Regions from separate parts of the Pan troglodytes genome. Here region 2 is linked to region 1. Evidence: chromatin contacts called from public Hi-C data. All regions are on one chromosome and are shown on one strand. The core of a region is the stretch at or near the end of the contact, and the rest is flanking DNA. Distances in the headings are between cores, read along the strand shown. Region 1 holds the start of TIMP3 (TIMP metallopeptidase inhibitor 3). Region 2 overlaps SYN3 (synapsin III).

Region 1 (7,443 bases), core at 2,112-4,611:
TTACAGCTTGGAGGACTGAGCCCTGAAAATGGGCAAGTTCCTTCATTTGTCTGAACCTTATTTTTCCCACATTTAAAACAAGGATGAGTAGTTTCTGAGGTCCTTTTTATGACTTCTCTTCCTACAGACTCTAGCATCCTATAACTTGATACAAAGAGGGTGGATATGAACTCACCTTTCCTAGAAAAGTTCCAGGAAAGAGAATACCAGGTCATCCTAGTAGGTGTGTAGACAGGCCAGATAGATCTTGAAACTTACTCAGTTCTTCCCAGATGTATAACTCTATCATTGTTCTCAGCTGTCAAGAGAAAGCAGGAGAGCCTGCATCTTCATTCTTTTTTTTTTTTTTTTTTTTTGGAGACGGAGTCTCACTCCGTCACCTAGGCTAGAGTGCAGTGGCATGATCTCAGCTCACTGCAAGCTCCGCCTCCCAGGTTCACGCCATTCTCCTGCCTCAGCCTCCCAAGTAACTGGGACTACAGGCGCCCACCACCACACCTGGCTAATTTTTTGTGTTGTTAGTACAGACGGGGTTTCACCATGTTAGCCAGGATGGTCTCGATCTCCTGACCTCGTGATCCGCCCACCTTGGCCTCTCAAAGTGCTGGGATTACAGGCGTGAGCCACCGCACCCAGCCTGCATCTTCATTCTTACTGTTAGCCTCAGGTTCACCCCACCTAGCTTATTAAGTGATGTTGAATAATCAATTCTTACATATTATTAGGCTCATGGACACCATGACATCCAGACTGATGGGTGCCTGCTGAATGGGGTGACCCTAGCAGGAGGACTCCCCTACGCAAGGATTCATGGAGTTTGCTGTTTCTTTTCCTTAGAGTGAGAACCAAACTGCCTTCACACGGTGGGCAGAGGGGAACTGATTCAGGTTTGGAATAAGAGAGAACATCCCAGCTGAAAAGCTCTTGGAATTCGCTGAACTTCAAGACACTGTGTGGACCAGCTTAGGATAGGGAGTGAGAAGAAATTAACCAAAAGGTAATTTCGTTACTTTTCAGCTGGAAAAAAGATCAGATTACACTTGTGCTTTCATAATTAAGTAGCTGCTGGAAAAAAACGCTTCAGATGCTTTCTATGAGAAAACTGCTGCTTGAAGTTCAGCAGAAGTTATCTACTTGATACTTATATTCCAGGCAAGGCCTTCCGTTGGAGAAAATATCGGCACTTTGGACAAAACTGAAATGTGAAAAGAAAGAGAAGAGAGGGCCTCTATCATGTAAGATGCTTATCCAAAGTGGATTTGGTCTGGAAAGTCTTCTAAAACCTTCCACATGACTGTGGAATAAGTCATGTGGGGCGCGGGGATAAGTGAATCTCTCAAATTCCACCACGTATGCCCTCATTCAACCTGGATCCTTAGAGTGGCCTCCAGGGCACTCTGCTCAGGACTCAGTCAGCTGTTGGCCACACCCATGCTCTCCAGTCTCCTGAGACCCTGTTTGGTTCTGAGAGGGGTAAAAAGCAGTGTGGCTAAATATCCCAGGCCTCAAAGTATTCCTACTGTGGTTGGGGAAGCAATAGAATCATACCCCATAAAACAATGAAAACAGTGCTAGAAAAACATCGAGAGACAGAAACATCTCTACGAGTTAGGCCACAGTTAGAGTGAAGGCAGGGAGGGTTTTTAAAGCTGGGTGGAGGGGACAAGTCAAAAAGATGTGGAAACTGGTTTCCCTTTCCTATGGCTAAAGTGCTCAAAGGGGAAAAAGGAGTTTCAAAAGTGTTCTTGGAAATACCATCTCTCACGAATTCTTCGGCCTCTGCTGTCCCAACGTCACTTGTCTGAGATGTAAACAGAGGAGTTCTGAGAAAGAAGCTGAACTTGCATTTCTCCCTGTTTCTATTTGTTCCAAACTTGTGGCATTTCTAACAGGATGAAGTGGAAGAGAAAGGGAAAGAGACAAAAGTGTAGAAAGATGGAAGATCCCAGCTGCTAATGGCCATTTGCAGTTAGATGGAACAGCTGCTGACGTTCAGGGAAATGCATGTCTCTCTTCAGATGGGAAGGAGCAGTGGAAAGGGGTGACGAGTTCCTGGCTGGCCACCAATCATCCCATCTTTCTGTGCCGGTTCCTCATCTGGAAAGTGGGAGTGATACTTGTGCTTGCTTTTCCTATCTACAAAGATTATTGTGAGAGCTATAATACGGTGAGATACAGAATCCTGCTTTTAAAAATACAAAGCAGAATCAAGATGTCAATCATAAGGATAGTAATTGTGTTAGTTATTTGCAATCATCTATTATAGCTAGTCGTCTAGGATCCTGGATCGTTCTCCTGGTTTTACTACAGTTTTGGATCAGCTCACCCCCAAATCCCTTGCTGAAGGGTGGAGCCCTGTCAGCCATGGGCAGGGAACCACTTCCTCTTGCCTTTCTACTTTCTGTCTTTCAAACATGCCCAGGGTCTTTGCACTTGCTGTTCCGCCTGCCTGGTACCTCTCTCCTGTGGCTTGCCCCAGAGCTGATCCTTGTCTTTGTCCACTTCTTAGCGAGGATGGCACTTCAGGGAGCCCTTCCCTTGCTATCGCAGAGAGAGCAGGCCCTCCCCAGTCATGTCCAACACAGAACTCTGTTTTGTTTTCTTCATAGCCCTAGCATCACAGAAAATCACCCTGTGCATTCATGGATGTCCACGGGGGCAAGGGCTTTGTGTTGCTTAACCCAGCATCCTGAACCGTGTTTGTTGAATGAATACAGAACCCCGTTTGCTCTGGGGGAGCACAAAAAACAGTCTTCTATCATATATCATAGCCAGCTGCAAACAGCAGATGGCTTCCCATATCCCAGAGAGTAAGAACTAGAGAGAGAGAGAGAGAGAGAGAGAGAGAGAGAGAGAGAGAGAGAGAGAGTTTGGGTCTTTCTCCTCTGTGCCTGCTCTCTCCAGAGAAACTGGAGGGGTAGCAGTTAGCATTCCCCCGCTGGTTCCACCAAGCACAGTCAAGGTCTCTAGGATATGGCCACCCCTCACCTGTGGAAGGGGTCCTGCTGGGGTGGGTGGGTGTTAGTTGGTTCTGGTTTGGGTCAGAGGCACCCAGTGGCCCAGGTGGGCCTGGGGCCAGGGCGCAGACGAGAAGGGGCACGAGGGCGCCGCTCCGAGGACCCAGCGGCAAGCACCGGTCCCAGGCGCGCCCCAGCCCACCCACTCGCGTGCCCACGGCGGCATTATTCCCTATAAGGATCTGAACGATCCGGGGGCGGCCCCGCCCCGTTGCCCCGTGCCCCCGGCCCCGCCCCCTTTTTGGAGGGCCGATGAGGTAATGCGGCTCTGCCATTGGTCTGAGGGGGCGGGCCCCAACAGCCCGAGGCGGGGTCCCCGGGGGCCCAGCGCTATATCACTCGGCCGCCCAGGCAGCGGCGCAGAGCGGGCAGCAGGCAGGCGGCGGGCGCTCAGACGGCTTCTCCTCCTCCTCTTGCTCCTCCAGCTCCTGCTCCTTCGCCGGGAGGCCGCCCGCGGAGTCCTGCGCCAGCGCCGAGGCAGCCTCGCTGCGCCCCATCCCGTCCCGCCGGGCACTCGGAGGGCAGCGCGCCGGAGGCCAAGGTTGCCCCGCACGGCCCGGCGGGCGAGCGAGCTCGGGCTGCAGCAGCCCCGCCGGCGGCGCGCACGGCAACTTTGGAGAGGCGAGCAGCAGCCCCGGCAGCGGCGGCAGCAGCGGCAATGACTCCTTGGCTCGGGCTCATCGTGCTCCTGGGCAGCTGGAGCCTGGGGGACTGGGGCGCCGAGGCGTGCACATGCTCGCCCAGCCACCCCCAGGACGCCTTCTGCAACTCCGACATCGGTAAGCGCTCCTGGTGCCCCGCCCGAGCCCCACGCTGCAGCCGGGACTGCAGCGGTGCTTAGGGAGGCAGGGCGAGACCCACTTCTTTCCTCTGCCCCAGGAGAGGGGCAGACGGGGTTGGGGCGGAGTGGAGAAACTCGATGTCCTTGGGCGGGGGCGCTGGCATAGCTGAGAGGGGAAGATGCCCTGCAGAGGAAACTCACAGTGGCTGAGGGAGCCCCTGGCCGCCTTTGCTTTCCTAACTTAGGTCGTGAGGTTCCTACCGGTCCTTTTGACATCTGGAAAATGTCCCATTCAGTACTAACGGAGGAAGGGCTAGAAGAGAAGGGTGGGGAAAGGGTTCCCAAAACTTGGAATGCTAACTAAAGTGCTGGGAAATTGAATAGTTAAAAAAAAAAAAAGTTGCCCGCCATGTGCACGGAAAGTTGCAGGAGAAACTTGGAGTACTCCGAGTCTGCATCATCTCCTGCGCCTATGAAATTCATTCTTTTCACTGAGACCCAACCCAGCTGCAGGCTTCCCAGGCAAGCGCTAACCGAGCTTCTGGGACTGCCAAGTTTGGGTGGATTTAAGGGGGAAAATGAGGAGAAAGCTGTGGCATTGACCCACGCCCTGGAGGCACTGTGTTTGAGAGTGTTGATAGCCAGCAGAAGGTGCGAGGGGTCACTCACCACATAGCTGTGAAAATTCACAGGAAGGCTATATTTTTTCCCCTTGAATGTGTGTGGGGAGGGGGAGAATGGGTAGTGGAAAACAGATTTGTCACCAAAAGAGCAAACCTGCCAAGGGTCACATCAAGGTGACAGTTCCAGACTGGACTTAGTGTCTTGAGTAGAGAGACCCTGTAAAGAGACCTCCTACTCCTTAGTGTGTATGGAGGGCCCCGAGAGCATCCTGGGAGGCTTGTCTGGGAGTGTTTGGGACACTTGTGTTTGGATGGCTAAAGGTGGAGTGGCATCTGGGAAACATCTCTCTCCTCCTTTCCAGCCCATAAAGCGTGCAAGTCCAGTGGCTCTGCTGGGAGAGTGTGTGTGTGCGCGCTGGGCTGGGCTGGGCTGGGCTGGGCGGTGGGGTGGGACAGCCTTGCCGCCCTCTGCCTGTGTCGATTCAGAGGTGAAGAATGGAGCGTGTGTGTTTTAAGTACAGTCATAAAGGAGAAGGAAATTTTCCACTGAGTCTTGGGTGAGGGACTCTACCAGCGTGTTGTGGTGAGGAGGGGGAGGAGGTAGGAGCTTGGCAGGGGAGGCAGTGAGGGCCGGGAGGGGCACTGCTGGTGGGCTGGGCTGAGCCTAGAGGTCAGAGTGGGGGTGTGGTGACCAGAATGTCAGTGCAGTTGGCAGCTGAGGGTGTTTGTGTGACCTGAGGTCACCCTTGTAAGAGGCTCCCTGGGGCCCGCATGGTACATCCTCCCCTCTCCTGGGGGAACCCAGCTGGCCCAGGATTTGTGGATTGCTTAGAAAGATCCTTTTGGGCAGCCTGAAGACTGGGGAGGGTTTTCCTCCCTCCTCCATCTCCACCCACATTCCACTTACCCTTTCCCTCCTCATCCCAGTTGGTAACATTCCCACCTGATTAGTGTGGGGAGTTGCTGCTGCAGCTGAGTTCTGGTTTTGCCCAGCAGGATCACACACATGCGGCCAGGAGGCTGGCAGGTGGAATCAGGGTGTGCAGGGGTGCAGCCCAAGTCCTTTTCTGCTGGAAAATGGGCTGGGTGACTTCACTTGCGTTTTTTTGGTATGTAGTGGGAGTAGGTCCCCATTCTTCCCCCTTGCCCTTTGCTTTGGGGTTTCTACCCTAAAAATTGACCACAGAAAGTGAAAACAAGCATGAGTAGATCCTGCTTCCAATGGGGGCCTTCCCGTCTGCTTACTGCTTAGGTTTCCTGCGGTGGGTCTGAGCAATGCAGAAAGTTTCTTACAATTTCTCTGGATTGATACAAGAAATAGCTCCCTCGCTCCTCTTCATAAATTTCTCAGAGAAAATCTAAGTTACCAGGAAGTACCCAAAGACCAGGAGATTGTGGAATCAAAAAGAAAAAAAGAAACAAAAAATCTTCGATGCTCTGGCATGGATCCCAAATTGTTCTGCCTGGGTTTGGTGAGCTGCACTAGTGGCAGGGATGAGCTAATGCTTTTAAAATGGGAGGTGTGGGTGTGAGCTGCTTGCCTGCCGACCTCCCTCGCCTTGCACAGCACCCTGCTGGCGTCCAGTACTTGGCTCCCAAGTTTCATTGCTCAGAGCCTTTCTGGTTTCCAGTCTGGGTTGAAACTGTCTATTCTCTCCCTCAAACAAATATGAAGGAGCTCCCCATTCCTTGGGACCCACACAACCCCACCAGTCAACTTTGTAGCCCCCTAAAGGTGTTCACGTCAGCCCATCAACTTCCTGTTTGAAAACCATCATGGTGGTTTTCTCTTCATGGCTTGGTGCCGTGTTGGCCTAGCAGAAGGCACAGGAGGCCTGGCCTGGTCCTCTCCAGGGGGGCTGCCCGATGGCCTTTCCTCCTGTCTCTGCTCATCCACAGGTGTCTCTTTTTGTCTTTTTTCCCCAAAGTCCTAGGGCCTGGCACGGCATTCTGGGGGAGGAGGAGTTAAAAGGTGTTTCTATGGCAACTCCAGGCCCTGCACCCTATGGAAGTGTTTAGGAGAAGAATAAACTACATGCCGGCTTATAAGACACACTGTGGGGGAAAGAAAGGGACTTGGCAGCAGGCAGGATGTCTGTGGTCCCCCTCCCTGGCCAGTCATTGCCCCTGAAACTCCTGACAAAACCTTGACTCTAGAAGAGGAATGGGAGGGGGCTGGAGATGAAGAAGGCGGCTTCGGCCCGGGCAAATCTGCCCTGGCAGCTCTGTCCAGCTCAGGAAGGGGTGGGCTGTGCCAAGGGCTTTCTGAAAATGTGCGTGTGTGCGTGTGTGTGTGTGTGTGTGCGTGTGTGGCTTCTGCAAAGGTGGCTGGCAGGGCTGAGGGGGGTGCAGCAGAGAGAGAGAATTTTGCTTGAGAATGCCAAGCCCTTCTCTCCTTCTCTCTTGCCGCCTTTGTATGGGAGGAATGGGGCTGTAGGATGAAGCGTGTTCGGGGCCTGCCTCTGAGCCTGTTGGGAATTTGAGCATGAGGCTCAGCTGGGGGGCCGGGTGCCAGCCCCAGAGGATGGCCCCTGGATAGCTCCAAATTGTTCTGACAGGGGCCAGTGCCAGCAGATTCTTTCAGTATCAGATCTGAGGTTGTCGTTTTAGCAAAGAAGCCATTTTCAAAGAAACCAGATCCATCCCCTCTCCCTCTTACACACAATTACACCTCAACACTGGGCTTTGCAACTTAAGGAAAACAGAAAGAATCAGACTTTGGAGAGGCGCCAGCACTTGGTAGGGCAAGTCTGGGGGACCCAGGCTGTGGATGTCTTGGGAACCATGGAAGGAGGAGAGCTGCTATCCAGCTGGAGGAGGGAAGAGACATCTCTTAGGCCCCTCCTGGTTGCACGCACTTCCCAAATGCCATCTCTTTCACCCCCTCCCCCCACCCCCCACAGCAACCTTAAGAGTAGGTATTGCACCCATTTTTCAGATGGAAAACACTGAGGCTGAAGAGACTGTGCTTGTCCAAGGCCACCCAGTTGCTAAATGATAAAGCTAAAACGTATTATCAGTT
Region 2 (7,443 bases), core at 2,164-4,663, 180 kb after region 1:
TGTGAACTGAGCATTGTGTTAAGCATTTCCATAAACCTTCTCTGGGACGGAGACAGCTCTTTGCTTCCTAATACTCATTCTCCCCTTTTCCCACAGTAAGAGAGTTGACAGATTGGTACATAAAAATGTGTACCCCAACTCTCCCATCAGCTGGATGCAGCCACATGATTTATTTCTAATGGATAATTTTTTAAGCATTAAACAACCTTCTTAGTCTCCTATTCTTTTCCTTGGAAGATGGATGTCATCACCCATTATCTTTCAGCCTTCCATTTGTGAAAGAATCCTTTCTACAAATTCACTAACTGCTTCAGCCTGTCTGCTTCCAAAGTCTCTCTACCTACTCTTAGCTGATGCTGGTGGAGTTAATCTCTTCCCAAAACTGACTGACAGCTCTGATATTAGCACCACTTTTTCTTACGTCCTGATGGGCTTAGATGTCAACTAGGCAGTAGTTTAGTAGGAAAGGAACTATTAGTATGACTCGAAAGCAAGATTTTGATTTTTTTTTCTTTCAGCAATGGTCTTCAAATAAATACCCGTGTGGACAGCCTCATGCAAAGAGAATCTTTTCATACAGTTTGTGAATTTTATCGTAATCCTTAAAGGTAGTATCAGCAAATTCCAGACACCAGGACAAGCCCATGTCTAGTATTTGCAGCGCCTGGGGCAAAGCAACAAATGGAAACCTATGTGTCATATGTCTAATATTTAAAATTGACAAAATCAAGCCAGCAAACATTTAAATAAAAGACATCTGTCCACTGGGCATGGTGGCTCATGCCTGTAATCCCAGCACTTTGGGAGGCTGAGGCAGGCGGATCATGAGGTCAGGAGTTGGAGTCCAGACTGGCCAACATAGTGAAACCCCATCTCTACTAAAAATACAAACAATTAGCCAGGAGTGGTGGTGGGCGCCTGTAATTCCAGCTGAGGCAGGAGAGGCTGAGGCAGGAGAATCGCTTGAACCTGGGAGGCAGAAGTTGCAGTGAGCCAAGATTGCGCCATTGTACTCCAACCTGGGCGACAAGAATGAAACTCCATCCAAAAAAAAAAAAAAGAAAAAGAAAAAGAAAAGAAAAAAGAAAAAAAGAGTCTGTCTCCCTTCCTTGGCAGATACAATTTCATAATGACCTTAAAGACTCAGAATGTAAACTTCTCAGAATTCTTTGCACTCTACCCAGCACATGGCAGCACAAGGACTGCCAGCTCTTGGTTCTCAGACCTCACCCAAGATCTTCCTTAATTCCCCACCCACTCTCCTCTGTCCTGCACCACTGAGGCTCCTGGTGCGGGTATGTGGATTGCCCAGACCACGTGGCCAAGCTTCATCTACTCCCTTCCCCTCCCCAAATGGTTGTCCTTTGGCCACCCCTTGGAAAATGGACCAAGGAATTGGCCTATATAGGCGCTGAAGTTGGGTTAAGGTCCCTTTGAGGAGGGAATTCTAGAGTTTGGGTACCCAGGGCATGGCCTAAGAGTGCAATTTGTAGGGTCTTGGTGGGAACATCCCCTCACTCCTAACTCCTCTGCCTGTCAAGAGAGGTGTGGCTAATAAGGACCAGAGCAAGATCCAAGGTAGGCATCCTTCGTGGATTTAAAAATCACTTGCTTTTAAATCCAAGCTCCAAATTTAAAAGAAGTACTGGGTGGGCCTGGGACCAGGAATGGTAACCTATCATTACAATCACCAGCATACTGGGAAAAAAAACATGGATTTGCAATCACACAGGCTTGGGCAAAATCTTAGCTCTACTACTCACTGACCATGTGTTCTAAGACAAGACACTTAGCCCTCTGGGGCTCAGTTTCCTCATTTGTCAAGTGGTGACAGTAACTACCAAGGGAAGGGTGTGGTGAAAAAGTCACATAATCCTCTATGCAACAAGGCAGTAAAGTGCAATGGCTTCAGGGCATACAGCCTGGATAGGACCCCAACTCCTCCACTCACTTGTGCAAGCTTGGGTAAGCCAACCTCTGAATGCCTTAGTTTCCACACCTAGGAAATGAGGCTAATAGTAGTAGCTACCTCACAGGGTTGTTATGAGGATTAAATGAAACAAGGCATACAAAGCACTGAGAATAGTTCCTGGCACACAGTAAGCTGCAAAGTATGTAGCCCACGGCCTGAAACAGAATCCACAAGAGCAAAGAGCTATCGAGTGTTTACCCTGTGCCTAGTGGGTGCTGCGTGCTAGGGGACCCACAAATAAACAAAACAATCTTACCCTCTTGGGGGTTACAAAGCAGAATTATGACTCACCTTGCTTTGATCTGTCTCACAGGTGCAAGGAGTGATGGCTGGTGATGGGGACAAAGAGGTGGCCTTGGCCTATAAGGACAGCCAGACCCTTCACATCCTTCCTCCTATTTGATCTTCATGCCAACCCTGAGGGGTGGTAGGGCAGGGATTGCTCCCAACGTGTTCCAGATGGAGAAGTCTCTGCTCAAAGTTACACGAGTGATCTGGGTACCCAAACTCTAGAGGGAAGAATTTGGGTACCTTTCCTGGAGACACTAAGTGGTCTTTCAGACTTTTTGGATCCAGTCCAGAGCCCTGGCATCCTTCATGATCTGGACCCTGCTGACTGGGGGTCTGCTTCCCCTCCAGTTTGCTGTCTATTTCATGGTTGCATCCAAATTCCTGCGCTTCTCTAAATACTCCCTGTGCTGTCCTGCCTCTGAACCTCTGCACAGGCCTTCACCTCTGCTTGGCGCTTCCTTGATTGTCTCTTTCTCATGTTTCAAGATCCTATGAGTGATATCTACTCTGTTGAGTTTTCCTTGACAGCACCCCCTTCCCTAGCTGGGCTGAGCGTCCTCCCTTGGGTCCTACAGCACGCTGCACTTACAACCATTCCAGCCCTTACCACTTCACGTTGTCATTACACATCACTTAGCTGCCCTCTGCCCCCAAACATATAGTCTGTGAGCTCCTGGAAACCAGAAACTGAGTCTCCATGCTCACTGTGTCTCCAGTATCCAGCACGATGAGCTAGGGCACAGGACAACAGGCTTAACAAATGTTCGCTGACCGGGTAAGGAAATACTGTCTGTAGGCCGGCCTTTCCTGGAGACACTTGACTGCCATCTACTGGCACACCATTGTAATACATTCACAGGTCTACAGCCACTGCGATGTGGGGGTGTGTACGAGGCCAACCTGCGCAACTGGCATTCCTCGACTTGATTCTAACCTGGAACCTGAAGCACTTTGCACTACACCAATACCACCCAAGCAGCTGTGCTCTTGATGAGACCTCACCTTCCCAGGAGAAACATTTGTTTTGCCCATCTCTGGAATGTTTACTGCAGGGCCTGGCAGACGGACTGGGGCTGAAGCTGAGGGTCAGGGAGTCCATCCCCCCGCCTGGCTGCAAGTCAGAAGTCTGTCTCCTGATGGGCCACACAGACTGCTGCCTCCTTGCCGGGGGCTCATTCAGGCTTGAGCCGCCTCTGAACGGTTCTGTCTGGCAGAGGGAAGGGTAGGGATGGTCTGGAATTCTAGATGCCTTTGGGGGCTGGGGTTGCTGCCTCTGTAATTGACTGGCTGTTTGACCTCAGGCAAAATGGATGGACCCGCTGTGCCTAAGGGCTCTGTCTCTCATGGCTGCCTCCTCTTTACGCCCTAATATGTTCAATCTCATAACGAGCTCCCTGAATACCTCAGCCAATCAATCAAGTCCTTGGCCTGGGGAAGAAGGTGGGGGGAGCTCTGGATTCCACGAAGATTCTCTCTCTGTGGGTGGTCTCATATTTTACTGCCACATCTGAAGAATATTATAAAACTGGTGCTGCCTGGGGTGGGAAATCCCTAGTTGAGGGAGGTGGGAAGTGTGTATGAGAGAGATTGATGAGGAATGGGTACGGGGCTCTTTTGTGGCTGCAGCAAGGGCAGAAGAAGGGGAATTCATACAAACAGGATCTGTGTTCAAACAGGACTGTTTTCCAATAAATCGATCCTGTATGTAGAGTTAACGCAGCCAGGGCTTGGTGATGTCCTTCCAAGGAAGGAGAGGTCAGGAATGTCCTGTCCCAGGGACAGCTGTCTCTCCGCAGGCCACCCCCACTGGGGGTGGGGTGGAAATAGAGAAAGAGATTTTCATGTTTCTGATGCAACATGTCAGTTGCTGATTTGTGGCCCAGGCAGAAGCAGGGAAGACAACCAATGGGCTGTGGAGAAAATGAAGGCAAAACACTCAGAGACTTTGCCAGTTAGCAAGAGAGTCACATGGCAGGCTGGATGGGCAGAGGTGTGGCAGAAGAAAGACCTTGGAATGCAAAGGGACCCAAGATCTGATTCTAGCTCCATTATTTTCTCCTGAGAACAGCTCACCCTCCTGGCACCTTCCCATTGCCAGATGGAGGAACCCCGCCCTCAACCCCAAACAATGGTGCAGCCTCTCAGTCCTCCATGCAATTAGCAAGGTCCAATGAACTAGGAAGGGAAGGAATGCGCTAAGAGTGATGAGACTCCCTATGCCTGTATGGGGATCTGCGGAGGCAAAAAACTGAGACATAACAGGGCCCCGAGCCACAGGATGTGACAAATGATCCCCACCTTTTGCCTCTGAGAACAATAGAGAAGGAGATTTTTGTGGGCAGGATCTGATCACAATTCACATCACTTATTCACTCCCTCATTCAATCACTATTTATTGAGCCTTATGTGGACTAGGCACCACACCAGGCATAGGAGTAGATATAGCAGATACAGTGGCAGATGTAGTCCTTGTTCTTGGAGAGCTTACATGCTTATTGAAAAGACAAAAAATAAATAAATAAACAGATAAAAAGAATGAGTACTACGAATAAAATGCACGACCAATGGAATTGAGGATAAGATGTGGGGTGCAGGGGAGATTGGACTTCAGTTGGTAGAAAAGGCTTCTTTGAAAGACACTGAGGCCGGGAACAGTGGCTCATGCCTGTAATCCCAACACTTTGGGAGGCCGAGGTGGGCGGTTCACAAGGTCAAGAGATCAAGACCATCCCGGCCAACATGGTGAAACGCCATCTCTACTAAAAATACAAAAATTAGCCAGGCATGGTGGTGCATGCCTGTAATCCCAGCTACTTGGGAGGCTGAGGCAGGAGAATTGCTTGAAACCGGGTGGTGGAGGTTGCAGTGAGCCAAGATCTCGCCACTGCACTCCAGTCTGGCAACAGAGCAAGACTCTGTCTCATAATAATAATAATAATAATAATAATAATAAAATAAATAGATAAAAAGAAGAGTACTATGAATAAAATGCACAACCAATGTGATTGAGGATAAGATGTGGGGTGCAGGGGAAATTGGACTTCAGTTGGTAGAAAAGGCTTCTTTCAAAGACACTGAACATACACAGATAGACCACCTACTATGTGCCAGAGTCTGCAGGCTGTAAGGAAACAAGCGCAAAGACAACATAGCTAGCTCTTGGTCTCAGGGGGCTTACTACCTAATGGGAGGGACAGACACAAAAATAGAAAATGACCACACAGAGCATTCACACAAATATCCCCCTCAGCCCACAGAAAAAGCAGCCAACTCAGTCTGAAGGTCAGGGATCACCTTCCTGAGGTCACCGTCCACCCATCCATCCAATGTTTGGTACCTAGTCTTTGCCAGGGCTGCAAAGATGAGTGCAGCCGGATCTGGATGTGTGTGTCTGCCAAAAGGACACGGGCAAGGGCAAAGGAAGTAGGTACGTCCTGGGGGCACCCAGGAGAGAGATGAATGTTCCTGGGTGTGTCCTTTAATGTACAACAGGCACAGAGCAGAAGACCTGGGTTTGAGTTGGCAGCTCTGGCACCTGCCGCCTGATTTTGGACCAGCCTCTGCTTCCTCTTCCGTAGATGGGGATAAGAAGATCTACTCACATGGTTGTCAACAGAATTATATGAAGACACAGATTTAAGGGCCTCTGTAACCTGCCAAGAATGTGCTAGCAAATGAGCTGCTCCCCGATGGGCTGCAGGGGTAGAACTTGATCTCCCCAGGTAAGGAAGTGCGTGAGCACCACTAGCCTTGGAGACAAGCCCAGGTCCCTTTCAGCTATTTATTTCCAGTGCTGCCTCAGGCCAGTGTCAACCTTCCTGAACCCTGGTTTCCTTAACTGTAAAAATAAGGACATTACTACATCTGCTGTAAGGACCCCATGAATGATACCCCTGACACATGGCAGGTGTTTAACTAAAGTTCATCTCTTTCCCTCCTGTGCATCAACATGATGGGTGGAGGGTCGAGGGCAGCTGGGTATGTCCCTAAGAACATGACAGGTCATTTTCTCTCTCCAAGAGGAGGTAGATGGCAGCATCTGCCTTGCTCTAAATGAAACCCTGCTTGGTGTCGAGCATGATGGAGACCTTCCCTGTCTTAATCCCTGGGAACTCCCTTCCTCTCCAGCATAGGCCTTTAGGGTAAATAAAGTCATCAGGGCCGGGCACGGTGGCTTACGCCTGTAATCCCAGCACTTTGGGAGGCCGAGGCAGGTGGATCACCTGAGGTCAGGAGTTCAAGACCAGCCTGGCCAACATGGTGAAACCCCGTATCTACTAAAAATACAAAAATTAGCCGGGCATGGTGGCATGCGCCTGTAATCCCAGCTACTCGGGAGGCTGAGGCAGGAAAAATGCATGAACCCAGGAGGCGGAGGTTGCAGTGAGCCAAGATCAAGCCACTGCACTCCAGCCTGGGTGACAGAGTGAGACTCCATCTTCAAAAAAAAAAAAAAAAAGTCATCAAACACCCACTCCCTCTACCCCTCTCCTCTCTAAAGACACAGCACTATGTCACCCTCATTCCTACAGATGTCTGCAAGTTCACACTCTTCATACCACAGAAAGGGTTAACGTTTGGAAGGCTACATCATGCCTTCAGCAAACACTTATTGAGCATCTACTAAGGGCCCAACTGGGGAAATCCCCACAGGAAAGGTAATATACTAAAAAGTAATTCATGCCAAGGTGCAAGTGACTAACATCTGATCATCCCAGAAAAGGGTTTTTGATGGCATAAGGAGGATAAGGGGATCACGGGGATATTGTGTGTCTTGTTTGGCAAGGGAAAGTGGAGCCTGTCAAGGTGAAAAGTGCAGAGCACCGAAAGAGAGGCTAAGACCATTTATTATCCATTCATCCACCCAACTACCCATCCATGAATCCATCCATGAATCCATCCATGAATCCATCCATCCATCCATCCATCCACCCATCCATCCACATATTCATCCATCCATGCATCCATCCATCCATCCATCCATCCATCCATCCATCCATCCATCCATCCATCCGCCCACCTACCCACCCATCTACCCATCCATCCACACATTCGCCCATCCATCCACATATCCATCCATCTAGGACATACTATATTCTCAGCACTGTGCTACATAGGCCTTTGAAATTGCACTGAACAAAACAGCCCCCTTGCCATCCTGGTTTTTACTGTCTAGCCAG

The links. Hi-C and Micro-C count contacts between places; a contact is called where the count stands out from the background.
Region 2: a contact with region 1 is called in a Hi-C map of stem cell-derived neural progenitor cells, with 4 times the contacts expected there. The contact joins the enhancer-like site here to the promoter of TIMP3 in region 1. A contact is called at or near these places in 3 of 7 Hi-C or Micro-C datasets (blood, induced pluripotent stem cells and stem cell-derived neural progenitor cells) and 1 of 1 other capture datasets (stem cell-derived neural stem cells).

What each region holds. Positions count from the first base shown.
Region 1 is chr23:34,899,043-34,906,485 of NHGRI_mPanTro3-v2.0_pri, forward strand. It overlaps TIMP3 (TIMP metallopeptidase inhibitor 3), which reads left to right and starts at 3,362. Exons shown (of 5, transcript XM_515097.8): 1 at 3,362-3,796. The coding sequence starts at 3,676. All of the region lies in intron 6 of SYN3 (synapsin III), which reads right to left.
Region 2 is chr23:35,083,473-35,090,915 of NHGRI_mPanTro3-v2.0_pri, forward strand. The region is part of intron 2 of SYN3 (synapsin III); the gene reads right to left. Among named protein-coding and RNA genes, the nearest start is that of SYN3, 71 kb to the right of the region's middle. Within about 2 kb of position 3,414, at least 9 of the 24 cell types and tissues checked have an H3K27ac peak or open chromatin away from gene starts, as enhancers often do. A contact at or near this core is called in induced pluripotent stem cells, stem cell-derived neural progenitor cells and stem cell-derived neural stem cells, where this site is marked.